2 separate regions of the Mus musculus genome follow, and region 2 is linked to region 1. The links are chromatin contacts, called in public Hi-C maps. All regions are on one chromosome and are shown on one strand. The core of a region is the stretch at or near the end of the contact, and the rest is flanking DNA. Distances in the headings are between cores, read along the strand shown.

Evidence for each region. A called contact is a pair of places that touch in the nucleus more often than the background predicts.
Region 2: a contact with region 1 is called in a Hi-C map of neutrophils, with 14 times the contacts expected there. The contact joins the promoter of Ufm1 here to the promoter of Mrpl47 in region 1. A contact is called at or near these places in 3 of 484 Hi-C or Micro-C datasets (CD4 T cells, muscle stem cells and neutrophils).

The regions. Positions count from the first base shown.
Region 1 is chr3:32,733,392-32,741,197 of GRCm38.p6, reverse strand. It overlaps Mrpl47 (mitochondrial ribosomal protein L47), which reads left to right and starts at 4,443. Exons shown (of 7, transcript NM_029017.2): 1 at 4,443-4,556; 2 at 6,939-7,090; 3 at 7,549-7,609. The coding sequence starts at 4,459. It overlaps Ndufb5 (NADH:ubiquinone oxidoreductase subunit B5), which reads right to left and starts at 4,135. Exons shown (of 6, transcript NM_025316.2): 1 at 3,993-4,135. The coding sequence starts at 4,116.
Region 2 is chr3:53,859,033-53,866,838 of GRCm38.p6, reverse strand. Ufm1 (ubiquitin-fold modifier 1) reads left to right here and starts at 3,032. Exons shown (of 6, transcript NM_026435.5): 1 at 3,032-3,090; 2 at 3,169-3,225; 3 at 5,567-5,624; 4 at 6,566-6,605; 5 at 7,565-7,597. The coding sequence starts at 3,089.

The sequences.
Region 1 (7,806 bases), core at 3,194-5,693:
CAGGAGGCAGAGCCAGGTTGAATCTAGCCTGGTCTACATACGGACAACCTCCAAGCCAGCCAGGGTACATAATGAGATGATATCTAATAGAACAGGACAAAGATTCCCTAAGAAATCTCGCCTGTTTCCTGGGCTTTCTTTCTGCCTAAATCAACCCCTATGCCCTGGGTTCTTTGCCTCTGTCTCACATCTCACCCTTTGGAGCTATGCATCATCTCCAGCATAGCTCTTTTCTGATTTCCCCAGATAGTGTTGGTCTCTGCTTTTCCCTTGAGCAAGATTTGATAACTTCCTTTAACATGAAGCACACTAACACTAAGAGTGTGTTAAAGCTCATGAGGTCAGAGGAGAATATATGAAGCTCGGTCAGTCTCTCCAGTAAGTGTCAGTGTCTGACAGGTGGCAGGTCTTGTGGGAACATTGTTGAATTTACATTTCTTAACTGAACGTTTACAGGGATCACTTAAGTAAATCCTTACAGTTTACTACACTTACTCAGAGGACCTTGTACACACCTTCCTCCTTCAATCAGAGAACAGTGGAAGGATTAATTTATATGTGGCTTTAGTGAACAATCATTACAACTGTAGAGCAAACATAAAAAACAAAAAACAAACAAACAAAAAAAGCAGCCAGCACTTGGGGAGCAGAGACTAGAGGAAAGTTGTAGGTTCGAGGCCAGTTAGGGCTCCCAGCGAGACCTGCATTAACACCTCATGCTACAAAAACTGAACAACAGAAGAAAGGTAGGGCTGGCTGCATTACATTAACGAGGTTAACAAAGAGAAATGCTTCCTCTTTCTCAACTGTTTAACAATTACTCTTTATTAACTATGCCTGATGACTGCTATCGCACCAACTATCCTGGAATGTACTTCAGAGCAGTTAACTTCCCACAGCCCCGAAGTCTCCCTGCTGAAGTGGAGAGTCATCTGCTCACATTCTGAAAACATTAGGATGAACAGAGCTTACAAGACCAATTCTCCAAAAAATGATTTTTAAGTTTTTTATTATTTTTTAGGTGTGTGTGTGTATATATACAGGTGAATGGAGTTGCCTGTGGAGGTCAGGGACATGGGCTTCTGAAGCTGGAGTTATAGGCTGTGGCCCTGGGAATCAACCCAGGTCTTCTGAGGACCAGGAAGCACGATTAGCCACTGAGCCATCTCTCCAGCCCCCTCCAATAAATGATTTTAAATATGCAAGTCACTCAGGAAAGCTATTTAGTTTCCTGACTGTCATTGATGCCAGGATTGAGCAAGACAATGGTAGCAGCTTTCTGTTGGTATTTCAAACAATCAAAAGCTGGCCATTCACTCATTATCTTCCTCTAAATTTTCAGTTAAAAGTATCATTTGAATTCCTTGGGCCAAAAAGTTAAGTCCACTTCCTTGCATCTGTCCGTCTTTCATCACTTATCAATGACAAACTGCAAATGATTCTAAAAAGGGCTAGTGAGGTGGCCTGGGAAGGAAGTGCATTTGTTTCAAGGCTTGATAACCTGAATTTGATCCCCAGATCCCACAGTGGAAGAAGAGCTGATTCCCACAAGATGTCTTCTGACCTCTACATGCACAGGCACTTTAGTTGTGTCAAGGCCCCTTCTCCACCCCAACTAAGCCATGATCACCATCTTCTCCTTCTCTCAACACCTAGTTCTCCCAAAAGCCCTATATCCAGGGAGACCTGGAAGCCCACACACTACTGCCATTTTCCCATGTTAAGATGATTGCCATATTCATTTTATATTTATACTCCTCGTCTGAGTTCACAGTACTGTGATCACAGATCTGTTGATCCACTCTCCTCTACCCTGAGAAATATCTGTGGATATTAGCTTTAGAATGGAAAGAGATTCAGTGTTTTCTGCCACGGCAAGTTGGAGGATTTGCTGCTTTGGGCCTGTGGCAAAGCATGATGGAAGTATGTGTTAGAACAAACTGCCACCTTCTAGTGACTGGGAAGCAGAGAAGAGAGGCTGATGCCCTGCAAGGGCCTCTTCAATGACAAGATCTTGGACCGGAATTCCACCTCTCAGACGCTCAGCAACAACCTACCAGCTTCTTGGAAGACTGTGGCAGGAGCATTGAAGGTTAGAACCAGCCCGCAATGCAGAGTCTATTCAAGATCAGCTTGGGCAACTCAATGACACTCTGACTCAAAATTTTAAAGAGTAAAGACAAAAAGAAGGGTTAGGGATGTAGCCCAGAGGAAAGACCTCACCTGGCTAGAATAAGCAAGCACTTGTATTTCATCAGCAGTACCAAAGAAATAAGCAAATAAAATAAAGGGTAAATTTAATGCTGTGTGTATTTTCTAATTTAGGTGCATGGTGCTAAAAATGTCTCCTACTCAAAGGGCTTCACAACTACTCTGTAAGGTATCTCCGTCAATCAGATGGTCATCTTCCGGAAAAGGAAATGAAGATCATGACCAAGTGCCTTCCACTTTAGCTCCCAGTAGGCGTTGACTCAAGGTCATAGAGCTCTTAAATTCTGCAGCCAAGATTTGAATCTCGGCAGCCCAGCTCCAGAAAAAGAAGATGGGAGAGGGGCCTAGCCATCTTGTTGGGCTGCCCAAGGAACTGGTGGAAGAGAGGAAAACCTTCAGGGAGCAATGGCAGACTCATAAGCCAGTGAAAGCTGCGACAGTCAAACAGTCGCTCTTGGAACAGCCTCGAGTAGGCCCTCCCTGTTCTCTCTGGACAGGACATCGGCTCCCCGTGGTTCTCTCGGAACTGCAGGAGTGAGAAATAGTCCAGGAAGAGAGGGACCACGGAGTCTCAGCTCAGCTCAGCTAGACTACAGTCAGCACTTCTGGGGAAGGGTTCAAGGGATCTCTACTTGTGTATCTGAGGATATTTACAATAAAAAAGTGATGTCAAAAGGATATGACCAAGAAGTGTCAGCACATGGAGTCTGCCTTCAGTGTAAATTCCTGCTGGGTATTTTAAATGCACTGATCCTTTCCAGCATGTTCCAGAAGGTCCCTATGCATACTGCCTCAATATAATAGGCTTTAGGGCAATTTGTGTGTGTGTCTTTCTCTATATTAGACAAGGCAAATTGTATATCTCTAACCAAGGCCCTCTCTATGACTGTCCTGAGACCTGAGCTCTTTACCCCTCTTAGGCTCCTTTCTAAGAGAACAGTGGTTCTCAACCTTCCTAATGCTGCAACCCTTTAATGCAGTTCTTTGTGTTGTGACCTCCAACTATAAAATTATTTTCACTGCTACTCCATAACTGTAATCTTGCTACTGTTATGGGTCACAATGTGAACATCTGTGTTTTCCTACGGTCTTAGGTGACCCCTATGAAGGGGTCGCGACCCGCAGGTCATATGAAAAGCATGACTGCATTAACATACAGCAGATACAATCTGGGCTGAACCCAACTTTACACATTCACTCGCACTAGTCTTTTAAAAAAAAAAACAAACATAAAATATTTTCGTGGCCTTCTATGATGTTGTGAGGTCCACGGACACAGTTATTACCGTGCCTAACGGGCCTGTCACCTGGAGCCTTTTTACACTCGTGCCTAGGAACACCATGACAGCCTTCACTTCAGTGCGCTTCTCAGCAACTTCCTATCTGCGGGTTGGAACCAGCTGCAGGTGCCACGCACCCTGATTCTGCCCTGAGCCCAGCGACGCAGTGCAAGCCTGCAATCCCAGCCCTCGGGAGCCGGGACAAGTGCAGCCTCGGATCCCCGAGACCCTGTCTCAACAACGAAGTGTGTGCAGTTGCCCTTGGAGACGCGGGCAGCAGCTCCATGCCTGCCTAGCCTGGCAGCGAGGGAGCAGCGCCCAGCATGGCGTGGCAAGGCGCTTCGCAAACGCTGAGCTTAAACAAGGCCATCCGATCTGCAGCAGCTCTTCACACGAGAGCCCCAGGCCGACTTTGTCCCCGCTCTCTCCCTCGGAGGTCCCCAAGGTCACCTGGAAACAGCCCTCCCACCTCTCACCCGCGTCTCCGAGGCCGCCACCCACCGACAGTCTTCGGAAAGCTCCGCGTGAGAAAACTTCCGACTCCGAGTCTAGGACCAGCGCGGCGGCAAGACAGCGCTGTCAGCGCGGAGACCGAAGCCCGCTGCAGCAGGCTCATGGCCGCCATGGCTACACCGGCCACGGAAGGAAGTGGGGAGGGCTAAGGGAGCCGGGAGGGACAATCCACCAGTGAGGGCGAACGCTAGAGGAGGCCATATTGAGTGAGGGCAGCGGCCCGTTCCTGCGAGCTTCACAGGCAGGCGCTGGCGGACAAAAGTGACGACATTGTAGGTGGGGCGCCCAAAGAGAGCCCTGTAAACTCTATGGCAGACTTGGGAGATTGAAGCGAGAGCCGTGGGAGCGGCCATGTTTAGTAAGGGCAAAGCCTGTTCCTGTTTGCTTCACTTGCCTCACGCCGCCAGCGGAAGTGACCTCGTGGACACCGACACTGTGGGTCTCCATTAGAAACATGGCTGCGACCAGTCTAGTGGGTATTTGTAGAAGAGCCTCAGCGTTCCTGAAGGCAGCTTGTTCCCTAGTAAATCCCAAGGACGCTGCTCACTCGGGGTAAGTGGTGAGAGAAGAAATGACTGCCTCCGCCTTTGGGCGCTTCTTGCAGGATGCAACAGAGCTCTAGACAGGCCACCGCGGAGGCAGAGAGCGTGACCTTGCAGTCGCCTATCCTGGCGCACTAGTCCTCCTGCGTTCTGTCGCCGCGGGCGGTGGGAGCATCCGCTGCTCGGTGCTTCCTCGGACTCGCAGTGTCCTGGGGCTGGGTCGGTTGGGAGGGAGGTTTCCGAGGAGTCCTGAGCTGTGAACGGAAGGCTTCCCTCGGCGTCTTTGTACACAGATTGTCCGGCAGATGTTAAGTGATGAGCGTAGCTACGGCAACAGAAGCTGCGTCTGCGAGTGTGAGAATGACAGCTTACTCTTCACTGACACTTGCCAACAGGGAGCCGAGTTTTAGAAATAGTAGAGAGCAGATTAATTGAAGGAAGCAGTCTCTTCTATATTATTACACTAACTTTGCAAATTAGCTTTTTAAAACCTTGCAGAGTTGTAATTTGATCAGGGTGGCAAACTTGAATAAATGATTTCGTCTTCCATTATCTTGATCTGATGCCTTCCTTGACCTCTGACGGTATCAGGCACACACATGGTGCACATATATGCAGGGAAAACATTCAGATACATAAACCTTAAATTTGTTAATGAAATTATTTCAGTATGTGTGTGTGTGTGTGTGTGTGTGTGTGTTTTGTAAAAAATGAATACCTATCACTCAGAAAAGAGGCAAAATATTTTGAAGACAGTAAAACCAGTTATGCATTCATAGAACACATTGCCGTTTCTTTTTTAATGTTGCAGGTATACACTTGATTTTCCATCATTTCCCCAGGACAACAGAAACATTATTAGAGTAATAGTCAAAATATACCCTTAACCCATAGTAGCCAGTCATTGACAGTTGTCACATTTTTCAAGATCCCTGGATTTATGCTCTTTTTCTGCACTGTTGGACAGAGGTCAAAATTCAATCATAGACCCAAGGACATTGCCTTACTAAGTATGACCCTGTGGTCACACTGTGGAATACAGTGTTATTATTTAGCATATAATCCAAAATAAAAATAGGACTTGCTCTACTAATCCCTTCCCTTTTTTCTTTCCGCTTCATTGTCTCCATTCAGTTCCATTCTTTGCTTCAGGATCCAGTGAAGGATCATTTAGTGCAATAGTTGCCATTCGTCCAGTGTTTCTTTTTTCCTTTGTCATCACACTGGCAATTTGGGGTAGGATTTTGTTTTGTTTTGTTTTGCTTTGTTTATTTCTTCATAATTAGTTTCAAGTCAGGAGTCATGGACATAGCTCAGTGGTAGAGTACCTAGCATGCCTGAGGCCCTGGGCTTAATCCTCAGTACACAGGAAAACAAACATAAACTCCAGTCAAATACTCTTGGTTTGGAAGACAGCACTTGTGAAACATTTTACATTGTGTTTTAAGATCATTTTATCAGTTCATTAAGTGCTCTTAGAAACATAATTTCTAAATATATATATAATTATGCATAAGATTTTCATGCAGCTATAAAGCATGGTATGTTTATGTAACTAATGTAACTCTTTAATACCAAATTTAATGCCTTTGTAGATATCTTCACCGGTGAGCTCCTGCCTGTTGTGTCTGTGTCTATTGTGTAAAAGTTTCCAGACACAGAACTCCGGGATTAAAGGAGAGAGCATTGAGCCTTTTGAATGTTGCCACATTGACGTTCAGAATGGTTTTGATCTGTTCATAAATTTAGTTGCTACAGTGGAGGAAGCACCTAAAAACTGTTACTCTAAAATATAATTGTGGGGTCAGCAAGGTGGCTCAGGAGGTAAAAAGTGCTTGCCACTCAAGCCTGGTGACCTCGGTTTGAGCCAAGGAAGCTAAGCAGTAAAAACTGGGCGCAGTGACTGGGCGCATCTCCATCCAATTCCCGAATTCCTGGGCCCAGACGGGAGGGAGAGGAGGAGGAAGCACTCAAAAGCTCTCAAGCCCGCTATCCTGAGTACTCAGCACAGCAACATAAAAGCTCTCAGGCCTGCTATCCTGAATACTCAGCACAGCAGCATAAAAGAGAAAGACTGTGCCTCCATGAGGTGGAAGAGAACCAGCACTCCTGTTGTCTTCTGACCGCTACATGTGTGTCATGGCACGTGAAAGCACGTACTCACACACACATGCGCTAACAGTAAAAAGATAGACATATATAATTATGTACATCTGTTGTCTGAAACTATAGGGTAGCCATCTGTACAATAAAAAATACTTTCTCATGCACTTAAAAAGCTTACCAATACTGGGGTAAATATCCTGTGTAGAATTTTTGACATTGTAATAAACAAATGTTTCTTGCTAATAAAGACTGAACGTTATAAACTTTGTTCTTTACTTGTGTTCAGTTGCAGGTCTTCTCTTAGTTTGTTACATAAGAACACACCACATGTCACATCTTTTCTCCAGTGTAAATTACTTCATACCACGTTGTCAAGGAAAGGACTGGAAGAATTTTTTGATGACCCAAAGAATTGGGGGGAAGAAAAAGTCAAATCTGGTGAGACACATAGAATGGTCATAGTCATTGTCTGTGATCTCCATCATCCTGGGGTTATCCAATGTAAAATTATTTCCTTTGGATTTTAAAGGTAACTGAAGTAAAACTTCCTTGGCTGGTTGGTGGGCTTCTTAGAAGAGGGGTGCTTGGACGTGTTAAGTAACATGAGGCTTGGGTTTCTTTTAGTTGGCTTTTTTTTTTTTTTTTAATAATAATTAAAAATAGTTTGAAGTGACATTAGGAAAAGAAAATGCATTTGACACAAATACCAGCAGTCTTTGCCGGTCTTGTTACTGATATTTTCATGTTGGTATTTAATTGAATTCTAATTGTATGTAATATGATAATCCTGTTGCATCTTTTAGAGATACACACACATTGAATTTTGAGAGTGAGTCCTCAGTCAGGACATTGAGCTAGAACTGTCACTTAATGTCACACGTTTCTCCTTCTCACAGGAGCTTCATGGACCTGCCAGCAGCTGAGGAACAAAAGTAACGAAGACTTACATAAGCTTTGGTGAGTGATCTGCATACTGCAACATTGTAGTCTAACAGCAGGGTCAGCACTACCCCTGTACGAGGCACTGGCCAAGCGGTCTGCTGTCATGGGACAGCGGGTGACTGCATGAGCTTGTAGAAAGGTGGCAGAGGATTGCATTGAGACATGTGTCACATTTCGAAGGTATCGGGACTTTAGATTTCTGCAGTAGTGCT
Region 2 (7,806 bases), core at 1,783-4,282, about 21 Mb before region 1:
GCTTCATATCTATGTCCAAGACAGCTACACCACTGGTCCTTACTTCTTTTTTAATAAGGATAATTTTCTATGCTTTTAGAAGTACAAGATTGCTGCATTTCATTGTACTTTAATGAGATATAGTGTGGCCACACACTTTAGTTCTGCAGTCATTTATGGCTCTCTGTGACACTAATTGGGTGTCTTCCAGAATACATTAGTCCATTTATGCTGCCTGGTGTCTTAAAACACTGTGGTTTCCAAGTAGCTATTAAAAGTCTGCTTATGTTTGTTATTAAAGATACTTTAGGATTTAATATTTTCAGCAAATTAGAGGATCCTTTTGTTATAAAATTTGCCAATTGAAAATGACTTGATAAACTTTTTTAAAACACAAAACATTGAATGTATATGACTCTATAGTGTTCTTTCTAGAACCAAGGGGAAACTCTCAGGGCACTAGAGATGGCCATTCTTGAGGACACAAACATGTGGTGGCAGTGGAGGAATTAAAATGGAAAAGAGTATTCTAAACAGCCACAAATAGGTGCTTCCCACTATCTTTTGATAATTGAGTGGAAATGAAGACATGACCACACCTAGGTATTGTTGAAGACAAGGAGTTTATTGTAGATATAAGGGAGAGTTCAGCTAGAGGCATCTGGATGTGTCTAGACTGAGCCTGGTCATGAAAGAGGTGGGGAGAGTCAAGAGAGGAAGAAGAAAAGAGAAGAGGAAAGAGGGCAAGTAGACCAAGCGAGAAACTGAGGCCCAGACTATAGACTATCAAACATGGGGTATAGCACAAGAAACAACTGACACATACATAACTTAGGGGACTTAAATCAGCAGCTTGGTTTGGTTAGGGGAGAGGTGGAGCCACTTGGAAGGAAGCTCATATATGCCCCTCCCAAAATCTGTTCTAAAGTTGCCTGTAACATTCCAGTCTCAGGTGTGTCTTAGGAGCCTTCGATTTTATTTTGATGCAGTACGGTATTTCTGGAGTAGCCTTAGCATCTGACTATTGAAGTTGCATACCATTTGGGGTTGAATCTTGTAGTCACTGTGTTGTGTACATATAACAGAAACTCTGAACAAAGTAAGTTTGTTGACTATTCATGCCCACTTGAGTGGCAGGAGGGCTGTCCCTGCCATGCTCACAGACTTCTTCTTAAGCCCTTTCCCCAGAGATGGGGCAGGCCTGGCACCTACACTTCCCTACTGGGCTTAGCTGCCAATCCCAACGCTGAGGAAGAATAGCTAGGAGCCCTACTACAAGGGAAAACAAACAAACAAACAAACAAAAACCCTCCACCAATTCCTGAGCTCGCCCAAAGATCAGACCATGTATTTCCTCCAATCCCAGGCCACCCCGGAAATCTCTGTCCCCATCTCACCCCTCAGGAAACGCTATACCAACCCCATGTTTTGCCGGGTTTTCTGCTGCTTGTCTGTTTCTCATCCTAGCAGAGGCAGCCACCCTCCTGGGTTCTCCCCTCCCAATGAATCTCCCGGGTGAAGTGTGTTGTGTAGTGTGACTTTGTGGTATTCCTTGGCTCTGGACTGCCAGGACGACTTTCCATCCAAGACTTATGGTGTCCTTTTCAGCGTTGTGTCACATAGTTCCATACTTGAGCAGATACAAATTTTATTTAAAATATATGTGTATTCTTAGAAACAAACCAAAATTTGTATTCTAACTTTGTGTTATTTCAATAGATGGCACGGGTAGACAGGTAATTTTGTCTTCAGAGACAAGACTTTAGTCATACACATTAACTATGTAGTTTTAGCTGTTAGAAGATACAGGCCTTGATATCCATATCTACAAGTCAGTATATGTCTCTTGGATTCACTACATGGCATACAGCAGGAGAATATTGGAGTGCTACTTACAGTCAGCACCAGAATTCTCACCTTTGGGAGAAAACATTATAGACCATTATAGAAAACATTACAGGAAAGATGAGATGTAGTTCCAATGTTCTTAAGGGAGCTTCTAATCTATCAGGATTTCTCATGAAGAATCCACCTGTCATTCTAAAGTTTGACTGGGTCTCCTCTTGGTTCAGTGCCTATTTCTGGCTTCATCAACTTACTGCAGTATATATTTTTTAAAGGTATAGTTATTGTGAGATGGAATGCTTATCTTGGCGTTTACATTGTGATAAAGATGAAAGACAGCTTTCCCCTCTCACGATAGAAATCCAACCGACTGACAGATGCTAAAGGACTTATGCCTGATTGCTTGGGATCACAGCCTTTGGTTATGTCTGGTGTACACAGTGAGCTCAGCCTTTAGTTTAGTGCCTGCTGTACACAAGGTTCATTGGTCAGCTGAACAAATGTACCTGATTGGCAACCTTGCATTAGAGTTAAAGTCTATTTGGACACATCAAGAACAACGGGATATAGTAATGATTTTTTTTTCCCTCCAAAACCTGCTAGTGCTAGGATACAATTTTTTCTTCTGGGCCCTAACAGGAATCTCAGCATAATTCTATCGTGATAACTTTCTTTTGAAATTATTAAAAAGTCTGTAGTGAAGTGTGAAGTATGTGAAGAAAACTATAAGGTTAATACGGATGGAAATCGTATTATCAGAAATGCTAGAAAGATCAAAGAACGTTGTTAGTTAAAGCAACTGAGTCCAGCTTCTCTAGTATCTATCTGTGCCGGCTGCTAGGTTGCTTAGCAACTCCGCAACGCTTCCTCATCCGCCCGGACCTTGAGTCCCGGCCCCAGTTCCGCCGCCACGTCCGGCTTCGACTCAGTCCCTACTTCCGCCGTAACCAGCCAGTGGGGACCTAGCGGCCGCTCTGTTTGACATCCCTTATATTGCCTGACTAAAAATGTGTCAGTGAACTACCAAAAGTAGAAACATATCCTCTCTCTACCATTTACACTTCAACTTGATACAGACACACTCAGAATGAAATGTCTAACTGTGGGCTATCGGCCTTCTGTAGCCTGTGAGCTCCGACACAATTTTCAGGCGCTGTGTGGATAGCCGCGCTGGAGGGCGACGTGGGCCGCGAAGGCCCCCGCTGCCGGCCATCAAGGAAGCGCGGCGGGCGGCTGGGCGCGGTGTGTGTCAGGCGGTTCCACCATGTAAGTATCCGTCCCTGTGTCCCGGCCTTAACCCCGTGGCCGGTCCCGACCGTAACGCCTTCTCGTTCTCTCCGGCAGGTCGAAGGTGTCCTTTAAAATCACGTTGACGTCGGACCCGCGGCTGCCGTACAAAGTGTGAGTGACAGGCAGGGCTGGAGCTGGCCGGGCCTGGCGGGACAGAGGGGGACAGGAGGAAGGGTGCGGCATTTCTGCTGAAAGCCAGTGGCCCCTCGCAACGCTCTGGGTGGGCAGGTGCAACGGGAAGAAGGTTGGACGAGGATGGAACCCGTTTACTTGATTTAAAGGTCTTTACCTGGACCAGCTGTTACCGGAAGTTAGGGAGGACTTCCCAAGTCTGGACTTTTGACAGGTCCGACCCGAACACTCTTAACTTCAGTTTTTTTGCTTTGTTGTGTATAAACACAACGACTGGGTGCCTAGGTGCTGAACTCCCAGTCACACACACTTGGATCTTTATAAAAAGTGCTTAGCGGGATTGGGAAATGGGGGTGTAGGACCTTGTGTCCTTGTTGGGCCCTTCCTTGTGCTTCAGCAGTTCAGTTGATGGCTAACACAGGTTACCCAGCTCCATCTTAGTATGATTTTTAAGTTGACCCCTTTTGAGTTCCTGCAGCTGGAAGACCTATGCTAACCTGCGACAGACCAGGGTTTCCATAGATTTCATTCATGACGGGTTTGGTGGCACCAAGGCCCAGCTAACTGAGCTGAGAGCAGCTGTCATCGTTTTCTGAAGTTTCCCACCCGTGATCCATTCAGCCTCGTGGCCTGTGGTTCCCTTATCTTTCCATGTCTAAAATGGTCTACGTATCCCTCGTCTCTCCCGTAAGGGCTCATTCTAAACGGTTGTCTTCAGATGGCTGTATTCTCTTCCTCTGGATGATGTACCGCAGTGTGCCTTCAACAATAAAAGTTAAAAGTTTTCTGTCACTTTTGCCTCCCTAGTGCCATACCCACTCATTTCGTGTGCAGACGAAAGTCTGTAGTCTAGGTTTTTTTTGTTGTTTTTTGTTTTTTTTTTTTAAAGATCGTTTCTTTGCTAACTCCCAGGAATCTGATAGCCACCTCTCTGATAGCTTGGAATATTTTGCTTGGTGAAAAACCAAATTTATGTTCTCTGCACTTAACTCTGTTCCTGAAGAAATTACAATAGTGCTGATGAGTTTTATGTGAAACCCTCATAACTGGCACTCGACTGTGCTCCCCTAAATTTTCTCATTTTCCTATCCACAGAAAGTATTTTTGTCTTATTTCAAAATTTCCACAGCTCCTTTTCCCACCATTCAAAAGAAATCAGAGGGGACGCCTCTCACTTTTATGGAATGCCCGTAAACATCTCCCATGCCTTTACAAGAAAGCACATAGCTACTGTTGGGAAAGCCCCTTTCTACAGTCTTCCTGCTTTGTTCTACTGAGGATTAGGTTATTAATTAACATTTGGAAGGAAAAATGCTAGCACAAAAAATTCATCTGCGCTTCTGAGAAGAGAAATCCAGGCTTAGCCCTACAAATGTTATATGACATCGATGTTTTATGTGTTGACAAATAGAAACGTTTTCTCTGCTAGAGAGGTGTCTGGTTTTTGTACTTAATTAACACTGCCTTTAACATTTTTATTTTAAAACGTTAGACGAGAAGCAATAAAATAGACCAAGGCTATAGAAAAGTTGGCCTTGCTGACAGATCTCCTCCTGGGCATACTAGCACACCTATAATCCCAGCATTTGTGAGGCAAAGGCAAGCTAATTCTCTGGGTTGGAGGCTAGCGTCTTAAAGACACAGTGTCTTTAAGAAGAGAGAGAGAGGGTTCATCTAAGTGTCTGTCTGCCCATGGTCTGCACTTTTACCAACCTGGGTGGAGCCATGGCTTGGTGGTTTATTATATGGAAGTCTATAACATTTGTCTTCACAAACTAGAAGAGGATGTCAGATCTCATTACAGATGGTTGTGAGCCACCATGTGGTTGCTGGGATTTGAACTCAAGACCTTTGGAAGAGCAGTCAGTGTTCTTACCCGCTGAGCCATCTCACCAGCCAGGTGAGATGGTTTGTTAAGAGCACAGCTACTTTTGCAGAGGACCCAGGTTCAATTCCTAGCACCCACATTCCTAGCTCACAACTGGCAATGACTCCAGTTCCTAAGGATCTGATGCCCTCTTCTGGCTTCTATCAGCCCCTCTACACATGTGTACACACAGAAGCAGGCACATATACACATAACATACAATAAGCCTAAACACATGGAAACATGAAAAGAAAGAGAAGGTGGAGCTCTGCTTGCAGGGTGTTGGTTTTTGCACAGAGCTGTGGTTCCTTGCCTGGACTCTGCTTTTCTAGTGTTTTTTCAACGTCAGTGCACAAATGCTGCCTTGAAAACAGACACCCTTCACAGCCCCAAACAAATGTTCCCTATCTGCAATGAAATGAACTGTGTGAAATTCTTCTTTTCTTGTTGCAGTCTCAGTGTTCCTGAAAGTACGCCGTTCACAGCAGTGCTAAAGTTTGCAGCAGAAGAAGTAAGTGTGGGTTCTAACAGTAGCTTATGGATGCAGTTAGCATGTTTCTGGCTTTTGTCTCTTGTGTATTTACATGCGCTGCGCCCTTCCCCTCCCTCCTCATTTTCCTATGGTTCATTACTGGGCTCATGGTAAAGATGTCACAAGCGTAGGAAAAGTTAATCTATCTTCTAGTTAGAAAACAAGTTGAATAAGCTGACACGTCTGTTTAACGCAGCAGATGAGAAGTGTAGAGTTTTTTTGGTAGTGAATGCATCAGGTTTTTTTCTAAGAGCTAATTATTATATCCACTTGAATTGGGTAGGCTAAGTATGTATGTGTACTTTTGATAAAAATTTGTTTTGAAAAATGTTTTAAAAACATGTTGGTATTTTCTGGTTTTTTGTTTGTTTGTTTGGTTTTTCGAGATAGGGTTTCTCTGTATAGCCCCGGCTATCCTGGAACTCACTTTGTAGCCCAGGCTGGCCTCGAACTCAAAAATCCGCCTGTCTCAGCCTCCCGAGTGCTGGGATTAAAGGTGTGTGCCACCATGTTTTTAAGAAATGAGAGTTTCCTCCCTGGAATTATCAGAATTGTTTATGAAGCGTCTCACGGCGCAGCACTTGGAAGTGTAGGGCGATCTGGGCCAGTGGCAGCAGAGTGTGATTTGGGATCCTTTCTGATTTCATGGCAGTGTTAGTCACCTGCATGGCATAAAGCAGATCCCTCAGTTCATTTCTTCCTCCTCAGCCCCTGTGCTGTGTGCAAACCCAAGCTGCGTCTAACCCAGGCTCTAACGCTGTGCTCTGTGCTCTGTAACCCTACTCCTCTGCTGGTGACGCTTCTGCGCCGGCTGTTGGATTACAGACTTATAGAGTGGTAGTAGGGGCTGCAGTCTTACTCTGTCTTCCAGGTTTCCTTGTGAGTATATTGACACGTTTTGTTTCTTTTCTCCCTTTTAGTTTAAAGTTCCTGCAGCTACAAGTGCGATTATTACTAATGGTAAGGAGTCACCTTAAACCTTAAGCACTGGAGACGTGAGTTGAATCCCCAGTCCCCTAGTGTATTCTGGATTTCTTGTTTCTTCTGTGTGTTGTCACATTAAAGAGTGGCCAACTCCTTGGAAAGTTACAGATGTTCTAATGGAAATGTTTAAAACATTCAAAGTGTCACTAGAACATGAACAAAATGACCTGTGGCCTCTCTAATCTTGGAGATTGTCTGCCACCCCGAAGCAGAAATATCTACATAGTGTTTGTTTCTCATGCAAAAAATTACACTGTTTACTACACAGGTAAAATGGGATTAAACACACTGTCTTCTATAGAGAGTTGCGTCATTGCACCTAGGATCTTATTGTTGGTGTGCAATTGATGGAGGGGTCACTGCATCCTCAGACGTCTCAGCCGCAGGGGAGATGTCTCTGACTAAGAAGAACTGAGCGCTGACGGCTTCCTAGAAGCTCTTTCGTTATTCCACAAAAGGCACCTTTAGCAAGTTAATTTTCACACACCAAAACTTCTTGTCTGATTTAGGGATTGTCTTAAGAGACCCATCACCTGAACAGTTCTCAGTCATTGGAGACTTCTTGGTTTGCCAGGCATGTCTCCGGCCTAAGTTATGAAAACGTTCTGAGACTCCTTCAGGACAGTAACCTCCAAAACCTCAGATAGCAGCCAGTGACAAAAGGCTGCTTCAGAGCGTAGGTGCTATCAGTCTGGAATTCGGGCCAGATACAGTGGCTCTGCTAAAATTCTGCTGTATCTTTTGTCCTCTGTGGCGCTTATGAAAACGTACTCGTGGGGGGTGTCATCAGACAGGTGACTCACCTAAGAGATTGTTGTCTGGGTTCTGCTAATGAAGTTGCTCCGCCTTTGCCTGTGCCCATAGCTGCAGTATTCTGACTGTTAAACTGTTTTTCCTTTAGAAGTAACCTACATGATTTATAATTTACTTTTCAGATGGAATAGGAATAAATCCTGCACAGACTGCTGGTGAGTGTCTGCTTGTGTGCCCATCGAAACTGAATATTTTATTCATTTCAACTAGATAGAACTTTTCAGAAGACACAGCTGTATAAATCTTGTGTGGCAGTCTCCTTGTCTCGCTGATAATTGGTTTCATCTATATATGCTAATGTTCTATGGTTTTCACTATAAGGAAATGCAAACCTGATTAATAGTGGTTTAGGAATTGAAAATGT